2 separate regions of the Sus scrofa genome follow, and region 1 is linked to region 2. A link is a contact called in public Hi-C data. All regions are on one chromosome and are shown on one strand. The core of a region is the stretch at or near the end of the contact, and the rest is flanking DNA. Distances in the headings are between cores, read along the strand shown.

Evidence for each region. A called contact is a pair of places that touch in the nucleus more often than the background predicts.
Region 1: a Hi-C map of liver shows a contact between it and region 2, with 2.7 times the contacts expected there. The contact joins the promoter of LTC4S here to the promoter of SQSTM1 in region 2. A contact is called at or near these places in 1 of 5 promoter capture datasets (liver), 7 of 47 Hi-C or Micro-C datasets (epiblast stem cells, heart right ventricle, liver and 1 more) and 2 of 2 datasets of contacts at active chromatin or transcription factors (alveolar macrophages and skeletal muscle).

The regions. Positions count from the first base shown.
Region 1 is chr2:78,800,042-78,804,634 of Sscrofa11.1, forward strand. LTC4S (leukotriene C4 synthase) reads right to left here and starts at 2,240. Exons shown (of 5, transcript XM_003123645.5): 1 at 2,071-2,240; 2 at 206-305; 3 at 45-115. The coding sequence starts at 2,128. It also overlaps LOC106507308.
Region 2 is chr2:78,761,394-78,766,703 of Sscrofa11.1, forward strand. SQSTM1 (sequestosome-1) reads right to left here and starts at 2,605. Exons shown (of 8, transcript XM_003123639.4): 1 at 2,287-2,605; 2 at 81-176. The coding sequence starts at 2,605.

The DNA.
Region 1 (4,593 bases), core at 990-3,489, 38 kb after region 2:
ACCCCCGGGGTTCCAGGGCGTGCACCCTTGTTCTGTGCCCAGACCTTCGTGAAAGTAGATGCCGGCGACCCAGAGCGTGGCGAGGAGCAGAGGGAAGTACTCGCTGCAGTTTACTCTGCGGTGGGGGCAGGGCGGCATGAGGGCGCCTACCTGGGGCCTCCGGGCAGCATCGCTCCCCACCCCGCGCCCTCCCACCGCGCCTCACTGGGCTCGGTAGACACGCTCGAACTCCGGCGGGCCGGTGGTGAGCGGCGGCGACACGCGGAAGGCCCTGCGCGCCGAAATCACCTGCAGGGAGAAGTAGGCTGGGGGCGGAGATATTGCAGGAGTCAGAAATGGCACCGCGACGCCCGCAGCCTCCCTCGGCCCCCGCGTCCACTCTGGCCACGCATATTTTCTTCATCATTCTCCTCGCTCTTCTCGTCAGGACTCCCCCTATAAAGCCTGACGAAGGGGAGTTCCGGCCCCTGTGACACTCAGTGGGGAGGGGAGGGTGCGGGCCTGGGGCTCTGAGAGGTCCTGTCCCACCCAGTGAGTGTAGGGGCAGGAGGATGACATGTCATGGGACACCTGCCCACAGGAGGACTTTGCTCCTGAATCATTTGACTTGCAAAACACAGGCAAATGCCCAACTCCCACTCTCTAGGCCCAGGTCCCTGGATGGGGTATCCCCTGAGGCAGAGCCGGCCGCATCCTTGCACGTGCAGGGGAGCACACACCCTGTGGCCAACTGTCCTTGCCCCTCCACCCACAGAGTCCACAGACCTCCCCAGCAAGCCTGGGTTGCTCTTGGTCCAATTGAGGTTCCCACCTCAGCTGCTCTGCTCAGGCTCTCTGGACCCTGCCTAAATCTGACAGACATCCTCTCCTCTGCTCCCACGTGGCTGCAGCTGGGACTTTTCTAGTCCAACCCCAGGCCACCAGGGCTCTGCCCCTCTCCATCCCAACACAGGTGGGTACAGAGAGTGGGCTTGTCCTGGGAGGTCTGCGTGTATAGGAGCCCTTCCCTTGGCCTCAGGCCAGGAGTCCACCACACACACAGTGACTCCAGTGTCTTCCTGCAAGTCCTGTGGTCCTGGTACCCTTGGTGCCAGGCCCCCTGCAGACATATCCCATGCTGAGTGCACTTGGGTACCAAGGGCAGCTGTGCCAGCACATTGTAGGATCTGGAGGGCAACCTGGTGTCTAAATGAGGAGGGGCTGAGGGCCAAAGTCACTGGTATGGCTGGAGAGCAAGTCAGGCTGTCTGTTCAGTCCCCCCAGGACCTCTGCCCCAGGCTGTGCCTTGTTCTCGCTGTTACAGTGTGAGGCAGTGATGTCCCAAGAAGCTGGAATATCCATCCCGGGAATGGCTTGGCTAGAGCCAATCTGAGAAGGGCACCAAGCAGGCATTTTTGGGAGCTGAAGAGCAGATTTCAACCTTATCCAGCATGGAAAGGGTGCCTTCTTGAAGGCAGGGCCGGGGGATGGGGCCCTCCCACTGGGACACTCAGAGAGGGGACAGCAGAAGAGGGCAGAGATCAGCTGGAGGAGGGCTGCACAGGCACATGACTGACCCGCTTCCATACCCACCATGAGAACATGCATTCATCCTGGCACCCTGCCCTCCTGCTCAGGCCCTACCGCGCAGCACAGCTAGATGCCCCATCTGCTCCCTGAAAGCCGCTGCCCTCCTCTGAGGTCCTTATGCTGGTTGAGGGGCCACCCCCACCCCAAGCCAGGCACCGCGCATGCCTCTCTCAGTTGTCCCTCAGGGGCCTTTTTCTATTTCGCTGCCCATCCCCTAGATCAGGCACCTCTTAGGCTTGGTCCCTGCCCAGGGTTTCACAGTTTGCCCTGCAGACACCCCTCCGGGGCCTCCCCCCTTCCCACCTAGGGGAAGTGGAAGCCCTGGAGCATCGCTTCCTCTGATGGGGGCCAGAAGAGCTTGGGCCAGGAGTCTGGGCTAGAGCCCTCCCTCCGCCCCTCACCTAGGCCTGGGCCCTCCAGCACCTCCCCAGCGCCTGGAGGGTGGAAGGCAAATTGCAGGGGTCTGAGGCCCACCCACCTCCCAAGCAGGAGCCAACCCACCTTGCAGCAGGACTCCCAGGAGGGTGACAGTGGCCAGAAGAGCCACCTCGTCCTTCATGGCGCCGATGGCTCTGTCAGGCCAGGCTGGTGTGTGAGAGGACTGGCCACAGAGTTCTTATCAGCCTCAGTCCGCTGGGCCGAGACTGGGCCCAGGACAGGAAGAGTGGCCTGCTCTCCCCGCCCCTTCTCAGTGGAGGGGGGGTGGGGACGTGACTATGGCCTGAGAGAGCCTGGGAGCCTGGTCAGGCTGAGCAAACAGCAACCAGGGCCAGATGAGAGAACAGCCAGCTGGGGACAGCCCAGCCACCTCCTCACAGTCATTTTGCCCCTTCTGTGCCTAGCCTTGTGCCGGCAGAACTCAAGTTATCCAGCCAGGACTTCAGCCATGGTGTGTCCAGTGTCCACCCAGGCCCTGCATTCTCAGAAGGTCCCAGTTGGCCCTCCAGACCTCCTTTTGTCTTGGGTCTGGTCTCAGGAATCTAGCGGCTCCTACTTGAGTCACCCATTGCCACCACTTCCCATCTATCACCAAGTTCCTCTCATCCTCAACCGACCCCTAGTGCCACCTTCCAAGCCCTGCCCTGCCCCATCTCTCACCTGGCCACAGGTCACAGGCTCCTCACATGTTCCTGGCCCTGACTCCCCACCCACCTGTACACACCCACTCATCTGGTCCCCATTCCCCAACTTTGGTTGTTTGGTAACATGTAATTCTGCAGCGCATCCAAGCACCCAGCCCACACTGGGCACAGCCAAGTCCTTGCTCCCTTTCAGGAGCCCTGATGTCTGCCCCCTCACAGCTCCCTGGGCTCCATGCACAAGGGCCATCCCAAAAGGCCTCCTGGCTGGCCTGGCAGGGTGGGTCAGCCCACTTGGGATGGCCAAACCCATGGTCTCTGGCGCCCCTGACCCTGAAACGGTCTCCTGCCATTTCTATCTAGCCAGCATCCCTTCTTCCTGAGTCCCTAACCCTACCCACACTCTATCCAGTGGCCTGGGCAGAGTTGCCTCCTGCCCCTCCCAGGTCTGTGGGATGGACGTGTGAGCCAAAATTGACTGTGTGAGCCAAGTACTGACTCAAGATGGTAAAATGCAGTTCTGGAAACTTCCTTGGAACTGAGTTCTCTTCCTTAGAAGAGGACTCAGAATGGGGAGGGAGATTACCAAGGACCACTTATGGCTGCTCACCATCCTGAGGAGGATGGATCCAACACAGGGCTAGGTTTCAAGGAGAGAGGTGGCTTTTTTTTTTTTTTTTTTTTTTGTCTTTTTAGGGCCGCACTCAGGAGAGAGCTGGCTTTTGTCTGAGCCCTGAGGCCACCTTGCCTGGAACAATGCCCTGGTTGTTTAGCCTTTCCATTTTGTAAGATGGCCACTTCTTGGAGTTCCCTTCGTGGCGCAGTGGTTAACGAATCCGACTAGGAACCATGAGGTTGCGGGTTCGGTCCCTGCCCTTGCTCAGTGGGTTAAGGGTCCGGCGTTGCCGTGAGCTGTGGTGTAGGTTGCAGACGCAGCTCGGATCCCTCGTTGCTGTGGCTCTGGCGTAGGCCGGTGGCTACAGCTCCGATTCGACCCCTAGCCTGGGAACCTCCATATGCTGCCGGAGCGGCCCAAGAAATAGCAAAAAGACAAAAAAAAAAAAAAAAAAAGATGGCCACTTCTCCTTTTTGCTCAAGCTGGTTCGAGGTGGGTTTTGTTTTGGTCAGCGGTGGCAGAGTCTAGACAGATACACAGGCATAGGCAGGAGCCAGGGAGGCCACAAGCAAGTACAGGCCATGCAGGGAGGGAGGGAGCTGCTGCACCAGGTGATGGGCCACCATGATGCCCAGGTGCCCCTTGCTTGGTCATGCTGGAGAGTCGCCATACATCAGGGTTTTGTGACCTCAGGAGCTCTGCCCTGGCTATCTACCCAGCCTCTTTCCTTGCTGCCCCCAAGCCTGGGTTGCAGTCTGAGGGCTTTTTTGCCTCCTGGGCTCCCCCTGTACCTTTCTACCCTCTCATCACCTGGCCAAGGCCCAGTGAATGCCTTTTGTCCATCATTGCCCCCAGGGTACCAGCTGTTTTACATCTGGGGGCACTGGGGGCTCCTAAGAGTAGGGCTGGATCTCCAAGTCTGCATCCTGCTGTGGACCTGGGCTTACCATTGCAGCAGCAGATGCTCAGTGATGTGGGAATGATTGACAGGTGCTCAGAAACAGAGACAGGAGCACCAGGGAGCAGAGGCCAGATGCATCCTCCAGCCCTCTCTCTGCCCACTCAGCCCCCTGACTACAGCCCCCTGGGCTCGTCTCCTTTCCAGACCCACCTGAAGGGTGGGACACATGCCCAGCAGGCAGGCTACATGCCCATGTGTTTGCACGAGCTTTGTGTGTTTCTGTGCTGTGATCCCAGTGTGTTTGCGACTGTTGCTGCTCACCCATGGGGCTGCTGTGTGTTTGTGCTTCTCTGCCCACATGTAGGCTCTCCTCTCTGCCAAGCTCTCAGTTCCTCTGAGCCCAGACCTCCTCTCTTCCCACCTCGTCC
Region 2 (5,310 bases), core at 1,355-3,854:
CATAGTCTCCTCACCCCTTCTTTGGAGCAACTTCTCCATGACCTCAAGCTGGTTTGACTCAGCACAGAGCAGCCCCTTACCTTTAATGTAAATACGGAAGATGTCATCCTTCACATACGACATCGCCATCGTCAGTTCCTCGTCACTGGAAAAGGCAACCAAGTCCCCGTCCTCATCTAGAATGTTTAAAAGACAGCGCATCAACACCCAGTTGGACACAAGCTGCTGAAAGGACTGAGGCCAGTGCCAAAGGGGCCTGTGCAGGGCTATAAACTGACGCCCACCTGGGTGAGCCAGGGGCAAGCAGGGCTGGGGCCGAACTTCTCATTCACCCTGCCACTGCCTGGAAGGTGAGCACTCCAAGCTGGGCCCAGGCACACTTGGGAGGTGGAGTGCCTGTGTGCAGTGGGCAGCAGTGGTAGCACCCAGCCACCTGCCACTCTGCCTCTGGGCCAGCTGCTCTGTCAGAAAGGTGCTGTCTCCATCTACATCCAACCAGACCCTGTCAACTGTGGGAGGTCCCCATCTGCAACTGGCTCCTTGGCGTTCCAGCCCCTCCAAAATTCTTGGACCTCTTGTGGCTTAGGAAAGTAGAATATATCTTCCTGCTTCCTCCCCAACGAAGCTAAAATTATGTCTTTGTATGAAGCCTCCAACTTTTAGATGTCAGCTGAAATGATTTAAAGCACCACCACACAGAACCAACCACACAATACATGTGCAAGCCAGGTCAGGTCTATGGACCACCAAACACAACATCTACCATAAAATCAGGGACTGTGTCAAAAAGCAGAAATAGGGAGTTCCCGTTGTGGCTCAGCAGAAATAAACCCGACTAGTATCCATGAGGATGTGGGTTCAATCCCTGGCCTCGCTCAGTGGGTTAAGGATCTGGCGTTGCCATGAGCTGTGGTGTAAGTGGCAGACACAGCTCAGATCTGGTGTTGCTGTGGCTGTGGCGTAGGCCGGCAGCTGCAGCTCTGATTCAACCCTCAGCCTGGGAACTTCCATATGCCTCCGGTGTGACCCTAAAGACAAAAAAAAAAAAAAAAAAAAAAGGCAGAAACAACCTAAACACCCATCAGCTAATGAATGGCTAAACAAGATGTGGCATGACCATAAGACAATATTATTCATCCACAAAAAGGAATTAAGTACTGATACATACTACAACATAAGTAAACCTTGAAAATAGTATGTAAATAAGAGATGCCAGTTACAAGACTACATATTTTTACATGAAATGTCCAGAATAGGGGAATCCATAGAGATTAGGGGTCGCTTGGGGATTGGAGGATAGGATGATGGGGATGGGAGGAAGCTAACAGAGTTGGTGTATAAAGTGATGAAAATGTTCCCAGATGATTGTGATAATGGCTGCGCAAATCTGTGAATATACTAAAAACTCAACACTTTAAACTACAGTATGTGAACAGGAACTCAAAGTTATTTTTTTGAAAAAGCTAGGGGCTGGCGAGCTGGCAGCAGTCCTGAGGGAGGTCCCGGCACGGCCCCACCCACCGGCGGGCCTGGTCCGCCCGCCTCCCTCCCAGTCACAACAACCTCCCCCAACTCCACCCCGCGCAGCCACCGGTCACGCCAGCTCAGCTAGAAACTAGGCAGGCTCGTGAGCTCTGTCCCTACACCAACACTTCTCGAGAATGTTTTCACCTTGTCCCTCTGTCCGCTGCCAACGGGATAACGTCTGGATCCCGCCTGGCCTTGGGCAACCTATGGTCTCTCCTCCCCACCTCCGGCCAGACTGTGCAGCCCTGAGGGCTCCCCACTGCTTATTTACCCTCGTCACTTTTCTGCGTAGCCAGCCCTTCCCCCTCATCTGCCCGCCCAGGCTCTTCCGGGTTACTATCCGAACCCCCCATCTGGGGCTAGCGGGCCCCAGCTGGGCAGTAGCCAAGTGGCAGTGTAACCCGAGTGCCCCTCTAACCACCCCGTGCCCGCCGTGAGGACGCCCCCGCGCGCCCTCCCCAAGATCTGCACCATCATGGTGGGGGGAGGGGAGGCCTCTTACGTCGCCGGGCCCGATCCGCTAGGGGACTGGCAGCGCCTGACCCCACAGGTCTGGCTGTGGTCACCACTCCTGGCTACCAGAATGGCACCCAAGGCCGAAATGGGAACCCACGCGGGCCACCGCCCACCCAACGAGCGATCAAACTCCCGCAGGCGGCCCCAAGCCCCACGAGAAGGAAGGGAGCAGCGACCCTGCCCGGCAGGGCAGCACTGCGTCACGGCCCCGCACCGCTCCCCGAGAGCGCCCGGCCTGCTCACCGCGGTAGTGCGCCTGGAAGCCGCCGGGCCGTAGCACGGGGAACAGGGCGGCCACCCGGCTCAACAGCCGCTCGCAAGGTCCGGGGCCAGCCGCGGCCTCGGCTTCCGCCTCGGGCTCCGGGCTGAAACAGAAGCTGAAGCGGCGAATCTCGCGGGCCGCATCCTCCTTGCCCAGAAGGTAGGCCTTCACGGTGAGCGACGCCATGACCACCAGTTGGGGAGCAAGAGAAGAGCCCGGCGGTGGTAGCGGCGGCGGCGGCGGCAGCGGGAGGGGACGCGCGGCCTTTGTAGGGAACGCGGGTGAAGCCCCGCCCCTCATCGCTTCCTGGGGGCGGGGCCTGAGTGTCAGAGGTCTGGCTCCAGCCACCCCGGCCGTCGCGCGAGAGCCGCCCTACAGGAGCCCCAGCCTCGCTACCTCTCCCCGCCGTTGAGCCCCCTCATTCCCGACCCCTCTCCTCACCGCCCCAAGTGCACCAGGGACACCAAGAGGCCGGCCCCGCACGCTGACATCTAAGTCTGGCGCCTACCTCTATACCTGGGGCAAGGGACCGGCCAGGGTCCCGCCCTAGACCCCTCCCAGGCCTGACCAGGCCGTGACTCAGCAAAACGGAACCCAGGCCACCGGGGATGCACAGCTCAGGAGGGAGGTGGGCAACAGAGGCTGGAAGCCAGGAAGAGGGGACACTGCTGACACTGCTAGCTACAACAAATTGGCTCCCGAGGCGCTGTCTTGACCTTGCCACTCTTGTCAAGGGCCCGCTCTTGCCACCAGTTTCTCAGGTGGCAGCCCACTACGCCGCCCCCAGCATCCCCCCTAATGGCCCTTTACTGGGTTAAAGCACAGACACTCAACTCAAACCTGAGCACCAGAGGAGCTTCCAGTTTAATAGGGGGTAGGGTTGAGAGATGCCAGAAGAGCACAGGATCTTCCCATCCCCACCTTGCTGGGGGGTCTGCTAAGGCTTCCTGGAGCCTCAGTGGCCACCAAATGTTCACTGAAGCCCTAAGGACTCCCCATCGGTACTCCCCATCCATCCCCACTTGTCAGCTCAAGGTTCAGCTCAGCAAATGGTGCCCAATGGCCTGAAAGATCTCAGGTCTGTTGGCCTCATGGGCAGCCCAGGGATTACATCAACAGCCCCCACCCTACCCCACCCCCAGGAGCCAAGAAACACTCTTTTATGTAACCGAAGTGACCTGTTCAAAGTGCCTAGGGGAAGGGGGTTGTTGGGGGAGGAGGTGCCTTAGAAGAAGGTAAGCAGGCGGGTATGTCACCCTATGAATCCTCCCAAGTAGGGCTCTGTAGGTAGAAAGTCAGACCTGCTGAGTCACACTCACTTTTTTCATGGTGGGGTTTGTGGAAGTCAGTAAAACTTAAAGGGATGGGAGTTCCCATCGTGGCTCAGCGGAAACAAATCTGACTAGCATCATGAGGACGCAGGTTTGATCCCTGGCCTTGCTCAGTGGGTTAACAATCTGGTGTTGCCCTGAGCTATGGTGTAAATTGCAGACTAGCCTCAGATCCTGGGTTGCTGCGGCTGTGGTGGAGGCCAGCGGCTACGGCTCTGATTCGACCCCTAGCTTGGGAATCTCCATATGCCTCAGGTGCAGTCCTAAAAAGACAAAAACAAACAAACAAACAAAAAACCTTAAGGGAATGGGAAACCCAGAGACCATGGGGAAGGTAGATTGGGTTTGGCTAGTTTGCTGACTTGCTTGTGGAATCACAGCAGGAACCTAGCCACAGATGTGGCTTGTTCCTCCCAGAGAGTTTCAGAGTAGGTGAGGCTTTGAACCCCTGCCCAAAGCAGGGCTGTGAAGAGGACAGTCACCCTCTCATGATTCTCCCTTCATTCTTGCTGTGAGCCTGGGAAATTTACCCTCCCTGTCCACTGCCCTACAGACAGGGTTAAGGAACACAGAGCAGGCAGTGCTGGGCAGAGGCTGCAACAGCCCACAGGTGCCCCCATATGACTCAGCAACCTGGGAGCCAATCAGCCCTAGGCAGGCCAGGCAGGCCAAGAGCCTGGCATCCTGCATCCTAGAGCTTGATTGTCCCCATCTGCAAGCATGGGGGTGTGCTAGGAAAGCCCCGTGGCTCTGGGGAGCCTCCAGTTTCAGGGAGGTCTCCAGGCACAGTCTCTGTCTAAATAAGTAACTGAGACAGATGCTGCCACCAGCAACACCTTTGCTCTCTTGCCTTTTAGCTGTTTTGGGACAGTGGTGGGTTTGCAGGGAGCGATGGAAAGCTCAGGGAGAAAGGAGGTGGAAGAAAACGGGACTCTGGGAAGCAGGGAGACCCCTGCTCCTTGGGAGCCAAAAGTTCTAGCCTTCCCAGCATACCCCGCTGCTGAGCCCTGCCCTCCCTCTAGGCCTGATAAAGGTAAACAAGACGGCAGCTGGGGAACCCCCTGGCAGGGCCCTCTCCGCCTGTGCTTGTGGTCAGGTGGCCTGGCCAGCAGTGAGTCAGCATCCCATGACCTGCTGTCATAACAAGGGGATCCCCGGGCCCCTTGCTGCTACCCATATTGATAACATCTCATCAGGCAGCCAGGCAGCCGAGGTGGGGAGGTGTTGCACGGGTCTCTTCAGGACTCAGGAGCCAAAAGAGCAAGTAGAAGCCAGGGTGGCAGGGAGTTGGTGATCAGACGGTGTCCCCATGATCCAAGGCCTCCTTCCGACATCTGCTTCATTCCCCTCCCAGGGTTGCAGGGAGCTCCGTGAACCTCCCTGGTGCCCACTGACCCCCTCCCCACCCTCTAGGGCATAGCATGAACACTCTGCCAGTGGGAAAGCTTCATGCCTGAGTCTGGCCAAATGACCAGCCTCTCACTTTCCTCACCTTTGAAATGGCGCTGGAGTGGGACAACAGAGTCACCCCTCCCAGATGATGCTCCGTAGGTAGATGCATTAGTTATTACTCAGATGCCTTTGAGGATGTCAGCTGGGAGAGGGGTACCAGGCGGGAGGCTACAGCCAGGGTTGAGGTGACAGAGTGAGGAGCGCAGAAGAGACCTTGAGTCA